Regions from separate parts of the Mus musculus genome. Here all the other regions are linked to region 3. A link is a contact called in public Hi-C and HiCAR-type data. All regions are on one chromosome and are shown on one strand. Each heading gives the region's core, a stretch centred on a gene start, on an enhancer-like site or on the middle of the called end of the contact. The rest is flanking DNA. Distances are from core to core; before and after follow the strand shown. Region 1 holds the start of A430018G15Rik (RIKEN cDNA A430018G15 gene). Region 2 holds the start of Epc2 (enhancer of polycomb homolog 2). Region 3 holds the start of Rnd3 (Rho family GTPase 3).

Evidence for each region. A called contact is a pair of places that touch in the nucleus more often than the background predicts. HiCAR-type assays count read pairs that join an accessible place to other places.
Region 1: a HiCAR-type map of astrocytes shows a contact between it and region 3, with 2.4 times the contacts expected there. The contact joins the promoter of A430018G15Rik here to the promoter of Rnd3 in region 3. A contact is called at or near these places in 1 of 39 promoter capture datasets (liver) and 1 of 115 datasets of contacts at active chromatin or transcription factors (astrocytes).
Region 2: a contact with region 3 is called in a Hi-C map of Sertoli cells, with 16 times the contacts expected there. The contact joins the promoter of Epc2 here to the promoter of Rnd3 in region 3. A contact is called at or near these places in 2 of 39 promoter capture datasets (both in liver), 2 of 484 Hi-C or Micro-C datasets (Sertoli cells and embryonic stem cells) and 1 of 115 datasets of contacts at active chromatin or transcription factors (astrocytes).

Annotation. Positions count from the first base shown.
Region 1 is chr2:52,423,335-52,427,235 of GRCm38.p6, reverse strand. It overlaps A430018G15Rik (RIKEN cDNA A430018G15 gene), which reads right to left and starts at 2,224. Exons shown (of 3, transcript NR_165461.1): 1 at 2,081-2,224. It overlaps Arl5a (ADP-ribosylation factor-like 5A), which reads left to right and starts at 2,362. Exons shown (of 6, transcript NM_182994.2): 1 at 2,362-2,646. The coding sequence starts at 2,601.
Region 2 is chr2:49,449,510-49,453,668 of GRCm38.p6, reverse strand. Epc2 (enhancer of polycomb homolog 2) reads right to left here and starts at 2,183. Exons shown (of 14, transcript NM_172663.4): 1 at 1,711-2,183. The coding sequence starts at 1,863.
Region 3 is chr2:51,147,093-51,151,218 of GRCm38.p6, reverse strand. It overlaps Rnd3 (Rho family GTPase 3), which reads left to right and starts at 2,108. Exons shown (of 5, transcript NM_028810.2): 1 at 2,108-2,494; 2 at 2,908-2,995. The coding sequence starts at 2,345.

The DNA.
Region 1 (3,901 bases), core at 975-3,474, 1.3 Mb before region 3:
CTATTAGATTTAGAATATTGCAAATTATTAGTGATGTCTACTTTTTAATACTCCTTTGTAGAACATCAAACTTGTTTCAACTGGCAGTTGCTCTCTTGGTCAAAGTCCTTAGGCGCTTTTAAGACTGGTCTCAGTTCCGGCTTACTCTTGGGCTTAGCACCTTTTTAACATCCAAGCATCTACTGATGTCCTAGGTGTGTTTTTACTGACTGAAGGGACCATTTTACATTAATGACTCCTGATCCTTTGGGGCAATTATCTGGGGATCCTTTTGCAATAATCCTGGTATGATTTTTTTTTTCTCTAGAAACTATTACTAGTCAACAACCTAGGGTTTCACCCTGTATGAGTCATATGGAGGTAAAGACTGCTTCCCTAATTCTAGCCTCCCTGACTCCGGAAGCACACAGCTGTGTCTTCATGGTAAGAGACTGTCCCCCTCTTATTTGGCTATCCACTCCCTCTGGAGTTGCCTGGGAATTGTTTTTGCTAAGGAGGGCAAATACAGAGCAATGGCAAAGCTCACTGTTTCTCTTTAGTTCCACAGGCTGTTTCCCAGTATCTGGAAACAGTTGTTTCTTGTGTTGTATCCAGTATTCTGCTTGTTAACTGTAGAATGGTAAAGCACATGTTTTACTCTCTCCTGCCTTGAAGCTGAGGTCTTTCATGGCATTTTGCTCATGACTTTAAAAATGGATAAAATATTTAGAAGGTCTCAGAAGGAAGAACAAAATGTTTGATATCCCTCATTAAAGATTCCCAGTTACATCTATAGTTAACAATTTTGTATTTTGTCTACTAAAGTCAGCCAAGATTCTACTAGTCAACTCCATCCCCCCTTCTGTGAGGGACACTTGGAAAATAGCCTAAGAGACCATTTCCTTAATAGAGTTCTAAAACACAGATCTCTAACTTCATGGGTAAATGTAGGTCTGGCATACATTAATAAGTTGCCAAAGACATGTGGGAATTTGTAAAATGACTCAGAGCCGCTAAAGCCCTGCCTAAACTGGATGGGAATGGAATCACTAAAGAGCTCATGTAAGTTGGTTATGCGAACATTGATCTTCTAAACAGCCCACTGGCTATTAAGTATATCCAGATCTAATTCTCCTTTATGTATGCCTCCTCTAAGACTGGCATTTGAACGCAAGCCCCCAAAGAAGATGAAGAACTCTTTCCCATACATTGAGCTATACGGTAGTATATGGTTAGGAGTCAGGCAGAGTATAGTGCTTCATTTCATGTGGCTGTTGAGGATAAGGTCGGGAACAGCTCGAAAGGGCCTTTCACAAGTCTCCCACATTTTTCCGTCTCTGCCTTTTTTTTTTCCCTCCCTTTTACAAACTTAAAGAGGATAGAAAGAGATGATGCTGATTCTACTCTTTTTGTTTGTTTATGTGTGTGGAAGAAGTAGACAACCCCAGTTTCTCTTTGAGTCAAAACTATCACAGTCGTCAGTTAACCTCAGGAATCGACCCTGTTCCTACATCAGGAATATGGAGATCTAGAGTCTACCTGTTTAGCTAAAGGGAACTAAAGTAAACAAAAACAAAACACAGGCAAGAACTCTTCGTTCGGATCAAGTTCGCCAGCGATTACTTATATTTTACTTTTCAGCCACTTATCCTGCGGGGAGTGGGGGTGGGGGTGCGCAGGGGCGCAGAGCTGGACACTCGCATACCAGGAGGCACAACTGTTTAAACTTTAGGCAAGCAGCAGAATGAAGAGCACAGACAGCATTTGGCCATCTATTTAACATGATGGTGACTCCTGAATGAGAGAAAAAGACGATCATATCGTGAAGACCAGTGAGTTTCTTGTCTACAGTCTTTTTGGACTCAGCTCAGACGGCTTTTGTGCCTTAAGATTTTTAAACCGGGGAGATACTTAAGGAAAAGTGTTCTAGCCAAGAGTGGCCTGAGAGCAGAGGGAGATTGGAGAGGGAAGAGCGCTGAGAAGCAAAGGTAGAAGTACGAAAAACCGCAGCGACAAAAAAAAAAAAAAAAAAAAAAAAAATAGGCCAATGATTTCTGCTGCTTGTCAGGGAAAATAGGCTCTAAAGAGACTTAAAGCTTACCATCGTCGGGGTCCAAACCTGGCACTTTTGGAGTTGAGTATGGTTACATATTTGCATTGTGACTTAGAAACAACCTCAAATCCCCGACATTGGCGCGCCTAAAGCGCCGCAGCCTTCCTTCCACTGACCCTCCGCGCCGCAGAGGCCTCCCAGCCCCTCGCCCCGCCTCCAGCCCCCTTGCCCCGCCTCCAGCTCCCTCGCTCCGCCTCCGGGCACGGCGCCTGCGCAGTCCCCTCGCTCCGCCCCGCCCCTGCCCGAGCCACCGCCGGAGAGGAGCTGGGGGAGGACGGTGGCCCGCGAGGTTCGAGCAGACAACGCGGCGGCGATGTCCGCGAGCCAGGCGAGCGCCGCGGCGGTAGCGGCGGGGCCTCGCGCGTGGCTGGGCGGCCTGGGCTGCGGCCTCCCCGCGGGTCCCTGGAAGCGGGCGCGCGGCCGGCGCGGGAGCAGAGGCGGAGGCCCCGGCGCGTCCTTCTGCCCCGCAGCCTGAGCCCGGGAGGCTGGAGGGCTCCGCTGCCCGAGGATGGGAATTCTCTTTACCCGGATCTGGAGGCTGTTCAATCACCAGGGTGAGGCTGGGCCGGGCGGGGAGGTCCCGGCCCTTGTCGGGCAGGAGGGTCGCCTTTGTCTCCGGGGAGCTGGGGAGAGGTTCCTCCCGCCATACACCCATTTCTCCGATTTGATCGCGAGCGCAAAAGGTGCCCTGCCCCACGCCGAGGGCCCAGCGCGCTGCCTGGCCTGCTTCCATCCCCGTCGCCTGCCCGCAATTGTGTTTGGGCCGCACGGGCAACAGCTGGGGTTCTAGAGTGAGGACCGAGGGCCCTGACCCTAGCGGCGCCACCGAGCCCACGGCTTGCAGAATGCGGAAAACTGGAACTAGTGCTGGATCCGTCTGGTTCGCTTTGGGGGGTGGGGGTGGGGGTGGGGGTGGGGGGGATGGGCGGGGAGACCCTCGCTGCGGAATAGTGATGGAGTGTCTCTCCTTTGCGCCGTTTGTCTCAGTGGTAAAGGTCAAGCCTAAGGTCGTTTTCTTTCTTAGGTTATTAGAAGGTTTTGGGTTTTGTTTTGTTTTGTTTTGTTTTTGGCCCTTGTTAAAGTGTTTCGCTGAAAGCTTTTAAAAGCCTGCCTCGGGAGGCAGGCTTCATTAGCATTAGGTAACTAGCAGGTTACTGTGTTAAGTTCGCCTAAATGCAGACATTTGCCACGGAAAGGCATAGGGGATTTATTAAAAAAAAAAATTACAAAATGGGTGTGTGATACTGGAGAGAATATGGTCCTAACAGAACTACATAGTTACTGAAATGAAATATAGTGCTTTTTTTTAAAAAAAGCTCTACTTGCAGTTCATTCCATCTGTCAAGCACGTACAGTTTTTCTCTTGTATAAGCTGGTAGCGTTGTCGCACCCCCACTTTTTCCAGTTAAAACTTAATGAACGGTGGCGCCTACTATTTAGAAGGAGCAGTTGCCGGGCTTGCTCCTCCTCTGGGATAGAGCTGGTTTTATGGGACTTGTAATCCCTAGTGGGTTCTGCTTTTTTTAATAATAATTTTTTTAAAAATGATACCTAAGATAACGGTACTAAATGAAGTGGAAGGCAATAAAGAGGATATTTCCATTAGCTCTGTCTGGTCAGCAGAGAACGTGTGACGGGGTAGTGGTTTCTAGTGGCTTCATAATTCTGTGGGTTTAGATACTCTCACCTAGCACAGGAGGGATTTGTGGGGTCTACAGTTTTTGAATATTTAATCTCTAGGTTTGAAGTACTAAAGGTTACATTGTTGTAGAACTGGTGATATTTGTGTGGGTAATAAGTGTTCTTATT
Region 2 (4,159 bases), core at 934-3,433, 1.7 Mb after region 3:
AAAAAAAAAAAAAAAAAACAAAACAAGACAAAACAAAAATATCCTGAGTATCAAAAAAGGCCTATACTTATAACTCACAAAAGTAATTTTAAAAAATTTATATCACATTTATTTAAAATTCTTAGTACAGTATCTTAGATCTAAACAGGAGATAGTATAAACAGTAACTACCACTATACAACATTCAAGAAGAAATGACAGATTGATTAAATGATCATCTGATTTTTCAACTGGCAGACCTTAGGCAAAAGATAGCAAACATAAGGAAGTAAAACGACGTAAAAACACACGTCCGAAGGAAATGGCTAAGAGAAAGACGTGATCAGCAAAGACAGTACCACGCTACCAAACGCAGTTTCTAGATCATCTATCGGAGACTGCCAGAAGGTAGCTCAAAATCAAGTCAATAACCTCATAAGCAAACTTCTCAAACACGATTCGGTACTATCTGAATCTTAGGCATAAAAGCTGAGTTTTAATTTCCTGAAGGTTTAAAAAGAGGTCTTATTTAATATTCTACTGAAAATGTTAAATCAGGTAATCAAACACCAAAAAGAAATGTGATTAAGTCAAAGCACCAACACAGTGAGGTCAGAATTCGAGCAGCCAATCAAATGCTTAAAGGCATTTCCTGCAATATTAATAGTCAAAAGAGAAAGCCAATCACAGAAACCTCCAGCTTTCTTTTGACAGTAACAGAAGCTAGGGAGCCAATCCACACACACCCGTGGTTGACAATAAGGCGGGACTGAAGGTTCATTGAAGAAATTCTTCAGGGTGCAGTTACTATGAACTCCGCACACAAGTAACAACACTCCAGAGTCGTAAACACTGTCAAATCGGAGGAAATTCAGTCTTGGGTATAACTTAACCCCCGGGAAGAAGGAAACAGCATTTTGTCCAAATTTTAACATCTGGTCAAAAACGCAACTGTCAATGCGGACGCTCTGAGCCCTCAAGTTGTAAACAGCCATCCCGCATGCAACTTCCCCGGACGCTCGCTGCACGGGAAGCGCGGGCCTGGAGGCCAGTTTCAAGCATTCGGGCTCCGTCCTAATTCCGCACAACCGAGGAGGGGCCAGCCCGGCAGGCGAAGCCGGCGTGCAGATCAGAGGACTCGCTAACGCAGAGTCCGGACCGGGGGTCGCTGCCCGGCCGCAGGGATGCATCGCCTACTCCCGCGGCACCTCTAGCGGGCAGCGCAAACCATCACCCATCACCCCACTAGCAGGAAGATGCATGTTTTGAAAGAGCTCTACTTTCCCGAGATCGTTTGTTTCAAAGGCAATTTCGTGCACGCACAAATTTTAAAACGCAACGAAAATAGCGCCTTAGCCCAAGGACCCTTTCTCGACCCATTAACCCCGCTCCCGGCGAGATGTCTACGAGGTAAACAGAGGCTGTACGCCAAGTGCGGGCCGGCGCATCCCTGCGCCATTCCCGGCCGCTGCTTACGGCAGGGCCCCCTTACGGCAGCGTAAGCGGCGCCGAGAGCTAATCACAACACTGGGACGCAACAACATGGCGGCCGCGGGCGGGCGCTGCGCCGGCCGACGGGTTTACGCTACTCCGCCGGCGTAGGGTCCGGAGCGCGCAGCGGCAGCGGCGCCCTCCAGCGAGCGTAGAAGCGCTCTGTGAATGGCGAGGCCCGGCTGACAAAGGGGAGGGGGGAGGAGGGAAGGGGGGGGTAATAAACACTCGAGTCCCTACCGATTCCTCCTCCTTCTCCATCCCGGTGGGCATCTGGGGCACGGCCCGGTTGATGGAGACGCAGTCGTTGAGATCAGGCATGTCCTTGCCGCGGTAGATGGGCAGCGGTTTGGCGGCGTCCAGCGCCCGCGCTCGGAAGGAGAGTTTACTCATTGTCTCCCCGCCTTACAGGAACAGCCCGGGCGGCGGCGGCGGGGCGGGCGGGGAGGGGGGGGGAGCACTCCCGCCGCCTCCTCCACCTCCTTCCTCAGTGCAGCGCGGCCGGCCCGCTCCTCCTCCTCCTCCGCAGTGCCCCCGGCCCCAGCATGGGCGCCCACCCCGCCCCAGAACAGCCCCCCGCCGCCCGCGGCCGCTTCCACACTCTAGATCCGCCGCTCGCCCGCCCGATCCGCTCCCTGCGCCATGGCCAACATGGCGGACATTACCACAGCGGCGGCGAGCGATCCCGGCAGCCCGCGCGAGAGCGCGCCCCCGCCTCGGGGACGCGCGTCGCCCTCTCCCTCCCTCCCTCCCTCCCTCCTTCCTTTCCCTCCCCTGCCTGCCCACCCACTCTCTCCGCGGCGAGGCGCGGCCAGCCCAGCCGGCGAGAGCGAGCCGAGTCCCGGTGGCCCTCCTCGGCGGGACGCTCGGCACGCAGGCGGGGCGGCAGGTGCCAGGTGCGCTCGGTCCCCGGCTCCGGAGCGGGCGCCTCGGTGCCTCCGCCGCCGACTCGCTCCGCGCGGGGCTCCCTCGGGAAGGCTCAGTGCCTAGGACCGCTCGCCTCGGGGGGACAGGAGGCCTCCGCCCCCGGGCCACCGGCCGCCCCTCGAGTCTGCACTTGGACAGCTCTGCTCGCCCCGGCGCCTGCTGGCTGGTTTCGCGCCTCGGGTTTGCGCATCCCCGGGGAGGTCCGACAAGTCCGCTGCGTCTGCCCACGCCGAGAGGCACAGCCCTGCTGCGTCTCGCGCCCTGAGAACTTGGGCAGTCCCTGTCCAGAGGAGCTCTCCAGAGTTAGGCACCGCCGAGAGGATGCTCGGGTAGACAGGAGGGTCAGTAGTTGGAGACTGCTACTTGAAATAGTTGCTGGACGCGGCAACAAGCGGACTTGCACCTGTCATCCAAACTTTCTTAGTTTGATGGTTGGCATTTCTTGAAATCTCTAACCAAAGTATGTGAAAACACTGGTTACAGTGACGACTCAAAAAGAGTTTAATAAAGTTCCGGACTCCAATTAGTTTGCGTGTTACTGTGTTACAACTAAACTGCTGGATAATTAGTAACAAGAGTCGTAACTACTTGAAAGGGCAGCTGCAAAGATGATGGGCCAAAAAAAAAAAAAAAAAAAAAGTAAATTCTTGAAGAAAATGATACAGACCACACAAAAGAGTGATGGAAAGTTAATTACCACATGACATCTATAGTCAGTTGCTGTGACAGGTCAAAGAAATTAGACATAGTTTTGGCCAGAAGTGGTTTGCAAAAGCTCTGCAAAAAGGAATCAAATTGACTCAATTAAATACTAGTCACTATTGATACAAACCTTTGTTGCAGTTTCTTAGTCTTTAAGCAGTACATGTTTCTAAGCAAATTGCCTCACTGTGCAACAGTTTTACCATTTTCTAATCATTGAAAAATACCCTACCTAGCTCATAAAAGGGTAGATGGTTTGCTAAAGTCCAACAATAAAAACGGGTTTCTTTGTCATGTCTTAATATAGCAAAACCATCTATCTCTCTTCATTGCCACCCATTATTTTTCTCTATTTTCTTCTCTCCCTGCTTTTTTTTCCCTCCCTCTCCCCCCCTCCCCCTTGTCTCCAGCTTTTCCTTTGAAAGCTGAATGGTGAATATTGACTTCCTGGTAACACAAAATAATCTAACCAGTCTGTCCGGGGACACTTTGGGATGTTATTCAGTGGCTTTGTTTTATGTCCACTTGTTACTGGTAACAATGCAAACAGACTGTGGCTCAATTCTTGTAAGCAACACCTTTCACATGGTTGTGAGCCTGTGCTGTTGTGAGTGTTACCCTCTGGCGTAGTTCCAATCCTTTGTAAGGAAGAACAAGAAGTTCTCAGAAGGGGGGCTGGGGGGGTCATTATTGAGTACTAGTCTGAAAATCAGGGGGAACAGTGTTTGAAAAAATGAGTCATTGGGGCCTTTTATCTGGATTCTCACCCCTTCTCAGGCTCAGAGACGGTAGCTTCTTTCCAGTCTCTCTGCCTAATGTTACACTCAGAAAAAGAAGTGTGGACATTGTGTGTGTGGGGGGGGGGGTATAGTCCCAAGTAGTTGAAATCCACTCAATTCTTATAGCTATATACTTCTACATAGGGAGAAATGCTGTGATTTTTGCTAAAAAGGAAACAGACTCAGACCTATAATTTGTCAAGTTCCAATACCAGGGAACAGCAGACCTGGATTAACTCTGGATCTATCCTAACTCCAAAACACTTGTTCTCCTAGCTGCA
Region 3 (4,126 bases), core at 859-3,358:
AGAGAGAGAGAGAGAGAGAGAACAAAAATGTGCCCACTTCTTATTAGTAAGTCGACTAATGAATCCAGGATTCACCCAGACATGAGACTTGGTTCTGGGCAAGCAAGTGGGAGCTACAGGGAAATACCAAGTACAGGCAGGCGCCATTGTCATCTTCTTACCAATGTCTTCATGAAACCTATTTTAAAGAAGATAAAGCTAAGGCTTACAGAGATGAAATGACTACTCCAGTGTCACTTAGCCAGAAGCTGTGAAGCTCATGGCCTAAATGCATCTTTGTCTGAAAGCCCCCACTGCTCTGCCCAATCTCCCTCGACCACACAAACAGCTTGAGGAGCATTTCCCGCACTAGGAAGACTAGGGAAATGCTAGGGTAAACTCTATGAAGTTCACATAGGATACTTTTCCCTCTGTGACATGACAGTGCAACCTAAGACTTTAAGAGATGATATTGGGGCAAACGAATAAAGCTCTGCCAAGCAAATTTTGGCAAATGCAGACATATGACCTCGGCCAGCTCTGCCCTTTCCATGGTCAGCCTGTGTAAAACACACCTATCCCCAAAGATAGATTCAGGACTGTCTTTAGGGGACGACTTCAAGGTTCTCGAGTCTGAAAGAAGTAAGATAGCATTCTAGGTCCTGTGATTTCATGATTCTAGTAATTCACTACATATTCAGTCACTATACTTTCCTTAAAGGGTTGTGTGTGTATGTGTAAGTACTTATATGTATGTGTTTAGTATATGTGTGGAAGCCAGAGGTTGTTTATCTTCCTCAATTTCTATCTACATTATCTTTGAGTCATGGCCTCTCACTGAATCCTGAGTTCCTCAATTTGACTGGATTGGCTGGCTAGCAAGCCCCACGGATCCTCTGGGTCTGTCTCAGGAGTGCCTCCTTATATGGGTGCTGGTGGTGAAATTCAAGTCGCACTTGACCAAGCCCTTCACAGGCTGAACTTTCTTCCCAGACACCTTCACTACAAATTTAATAACTGACGCTTCCTGGCTGTCGGGGTGACTGGCAATGAAGACACTGTTCTCAGAAGACAAGAGAACAAACACAGTCTTGTCTGTCTCTTCTAAGACTTGTTGAAAGGGAGACTTGGAATGACTGGAGTACGTGTGTGGAGGAGGGGAGTCCCTAAATTTTCCACAATGAGCATGTGTGCTTTTTAAGTCCAACTCCTTGATTCTTAGGTGAAGGAGGGAGGGTACAGCTGAAGGGAGCAAAGAGTGCTTAGACCCCTGGTTCTAGAGCTGTCACAGAGAGAGTGGCAGTTGCGGCCAAGTTTCTGATAGTTTTTGTCATCTCTCTTTTTTCTCGCCCCTGCACCTATTCACATTATCATGTCACTCCCCAAAGCCTCCTACCTTCTCTGGAATAGCTGAATCTGACAGTTTAAAAAGCCAGTCCTCTACAAAGGTCAAGGAAAACGAGTTCTAGTGTTTGAAATAAATCATCTATGTTATTATGTACTATATATGTAGATAGATAGATAGATACATAGATAGATACATAGATAGATAGATAGATAGATAGATAGATAGATAGATAGATAGATAGATAGATAGAAGATAGATGATAGGTAGGTAGATAGATAGATAGATAGATAGATAGATAGATAGATAGATAGATAGATAGATAGATAGATAATGATTTTATGGGTTTGGGAACACAAAAACTTAGCCTTTCCCTTCCAAGATTTACTTCTGTATTATTAATTTGATTGGGAATTTTTTTTTTTATTTTCACAAATGATGACGAGGCTTCTGGAGGCGAGCCCCTTGGAAAGCAATTTGAAAGGAATCCCAATGCAAATCCATGTGCACAGATTATCTGCTTCCCCTCACCCTGGCCCTGAACAACCTACCCATCTGCAAATCCTGCCTGGCACCTTCAGGTTATGCCAGAACCTGGGTCTGCAAGCCATCCTGCACGCCACCCTAGAGGGCGCGCTGCTTACACTTTCCGCCAACGGGGCGGCCGTGCTGGCTCCCAGGCTCCATAAAAGGGGAGGAGGCGGATCGGTTTCCTTCTCTCATTGAGAAAGCGGAGCGGATTGGAAGGCTGGGCGTATAAAGCGGCGCGGAGAGCGTGAAACAAAGCAGACCGATCGGAATTGGACTTGGGAAGAGAGGCGCGGAGTCAGGCAGAAAACTTGTAGGAGAGGAGTAAAGAGCCGCTGCCTCTCCTCCTCCACTCCGCTGTGCTTAAAGGGGTTCCCGCCGGCCTTGCGATTTATTTTTATATCTGCTTTTTATAGAGAGAAGTATATATATATATATATTTTTTCTTCTAAAGAGAAAATTCCTGTTCCAAGAGAAAATAAGGCAACATCAATGAAGGAGAGAAGAGCCAGCCAGAAATTATCCAGTAAATCTATCATGGATCCTAATCAGAACGTGAAATGCAAGATAGTAGTAGTGGGCGACAGCCAGTGTGGGAAAACCGCGCTGCTCCACGTCTTCGCCAAGGACTGCTTCCCAGAAGTGAGTGTGACCCGCACGTCTTGAGGGGAGCGGCTGGTGGGGTCCCCGGTCTGGAGGACTGCGCCTTTCTCCTGCTTCACTGATTTTCTTGAAAATCTTTCTCATGCCCAGCCGTCTCTGCCGCCACACGGCCGGGAAGCGAAAGTGTCCTGGAAGGGTCTTGGCTGGGACCCGCCAGCACCCTGGGCTCTTGGCCCCAGAAACTTGCTGGTTTCAGTGTGGGAGGCCGGGTGGGGAGACCTGGGTGGGCTCTCGGGAGGGGGCTGCGTGTTTACTGTGTAAGGAGTGTGAGGTTGTTGGTGGTGGTGGTTTTTTAATTGGGGGCTTGGTGGTTTTTCAAGTGTTCGATCTACGGGTCGTGTTTTTAATAATCTCTTTGCCACCTTCCTCTTCTGTCCCTTTCGTTCGTCCAGAATTACGTCCCTACGGTGTTTGAGAATTACACTGCCAGTTTTGAAATCGACACACAAAGAATAGAGTTGAGCCTGTGGGACACTTCAGGTAAGACTCGGCACACCGCGTGGCGGTCTGAACCGGTGCGCCCGGGGGCTCGGGATCTGGTGCCCTGTCTGCTAATGTGGCTCCTTGAGGGACTTCCCGGTCCCGAGCCGCCGGAAAATGTTATCCTTTCTGGGCAGGGGCAGCAATGGGAGTGATTGTGGTCTTGGGGACAGGAGGACGCTAGGTGTCCGGAGTGACCCTGCTGGAGGAGCCTCTGGTGGCCGCATGGCCTTGTGTTGTCCTTCCTTGGAGCCGTGCCGGAGCGGGCCGCCAGGGTGGCCCAGTGCTGGAGCATACAGAGCAGCGTGGAAGCCCTCCCGCTCGCGGAGGAAGCCCCTCATGGGTGTCACCAGCCATCTGGTTTGGGGGCAGGGGCGCAGGCTGAGCTGGGAGAAGATCCCCAAAGCCTCCGGGTTGCGTGGGGTGTTCCAGGCTGAGGGAGATGGGTGAATGGCCGGAGCCAGCGCCCGTGACGCCTACTGTCAGGAATGCGCTGGTGGTGCCGGCAGCGGCCACCGCGGGGCCTCCGCCCCCGCAGCCTCTGTGCCACCGGTGCAGAGCGGCTTCTGCGGCCGCCCAGGGATCACTCTGTGCCAGCTCTCCGAACATACCACTCCCCTACCCTTTTGCTTCGGCTTCGCCTGCCTGCAGAGCCGCAGGCAGCACCGATCGCCTTTGACCTTCCTGTCTACTTGAATTATTGGCGCCTTGGAGGGTTCCGTCCAGAGGTCTAGGGTTCAAGGCCGGGTTGTTGCCTTCCCATGCGCCCACCCACCAACGTGGCACAAGGTGGTGGGGAGGGCAGATTTTCGCGGGCAGGAAGGCTGGCAGCCCCGGCTGAGTTCGGGGAAGGGACAGTGAGGACTGAGCACCCCCCAACCCCCACACACCCCCGGTATCAAGACTGGCCAGAGGCTCGTCGGGAGAAACGCCTACTGTTAGTAGAAACCATACCTTCTCCAGAGGAGCAGAAACTACCAATCTGGGAGGGGAAAAGCCGGTGCTGGTGGGGAACTGGGCTGCCAGACAGATTAGGGCGAAACTGGCGAGGAGGAGCGCACAAGCGCCAACACGCAGGGTTGCTGTCAGGCGGGGTGGCCCGAGGTGGAGCCGTGCTCAACTGGGAGTGGC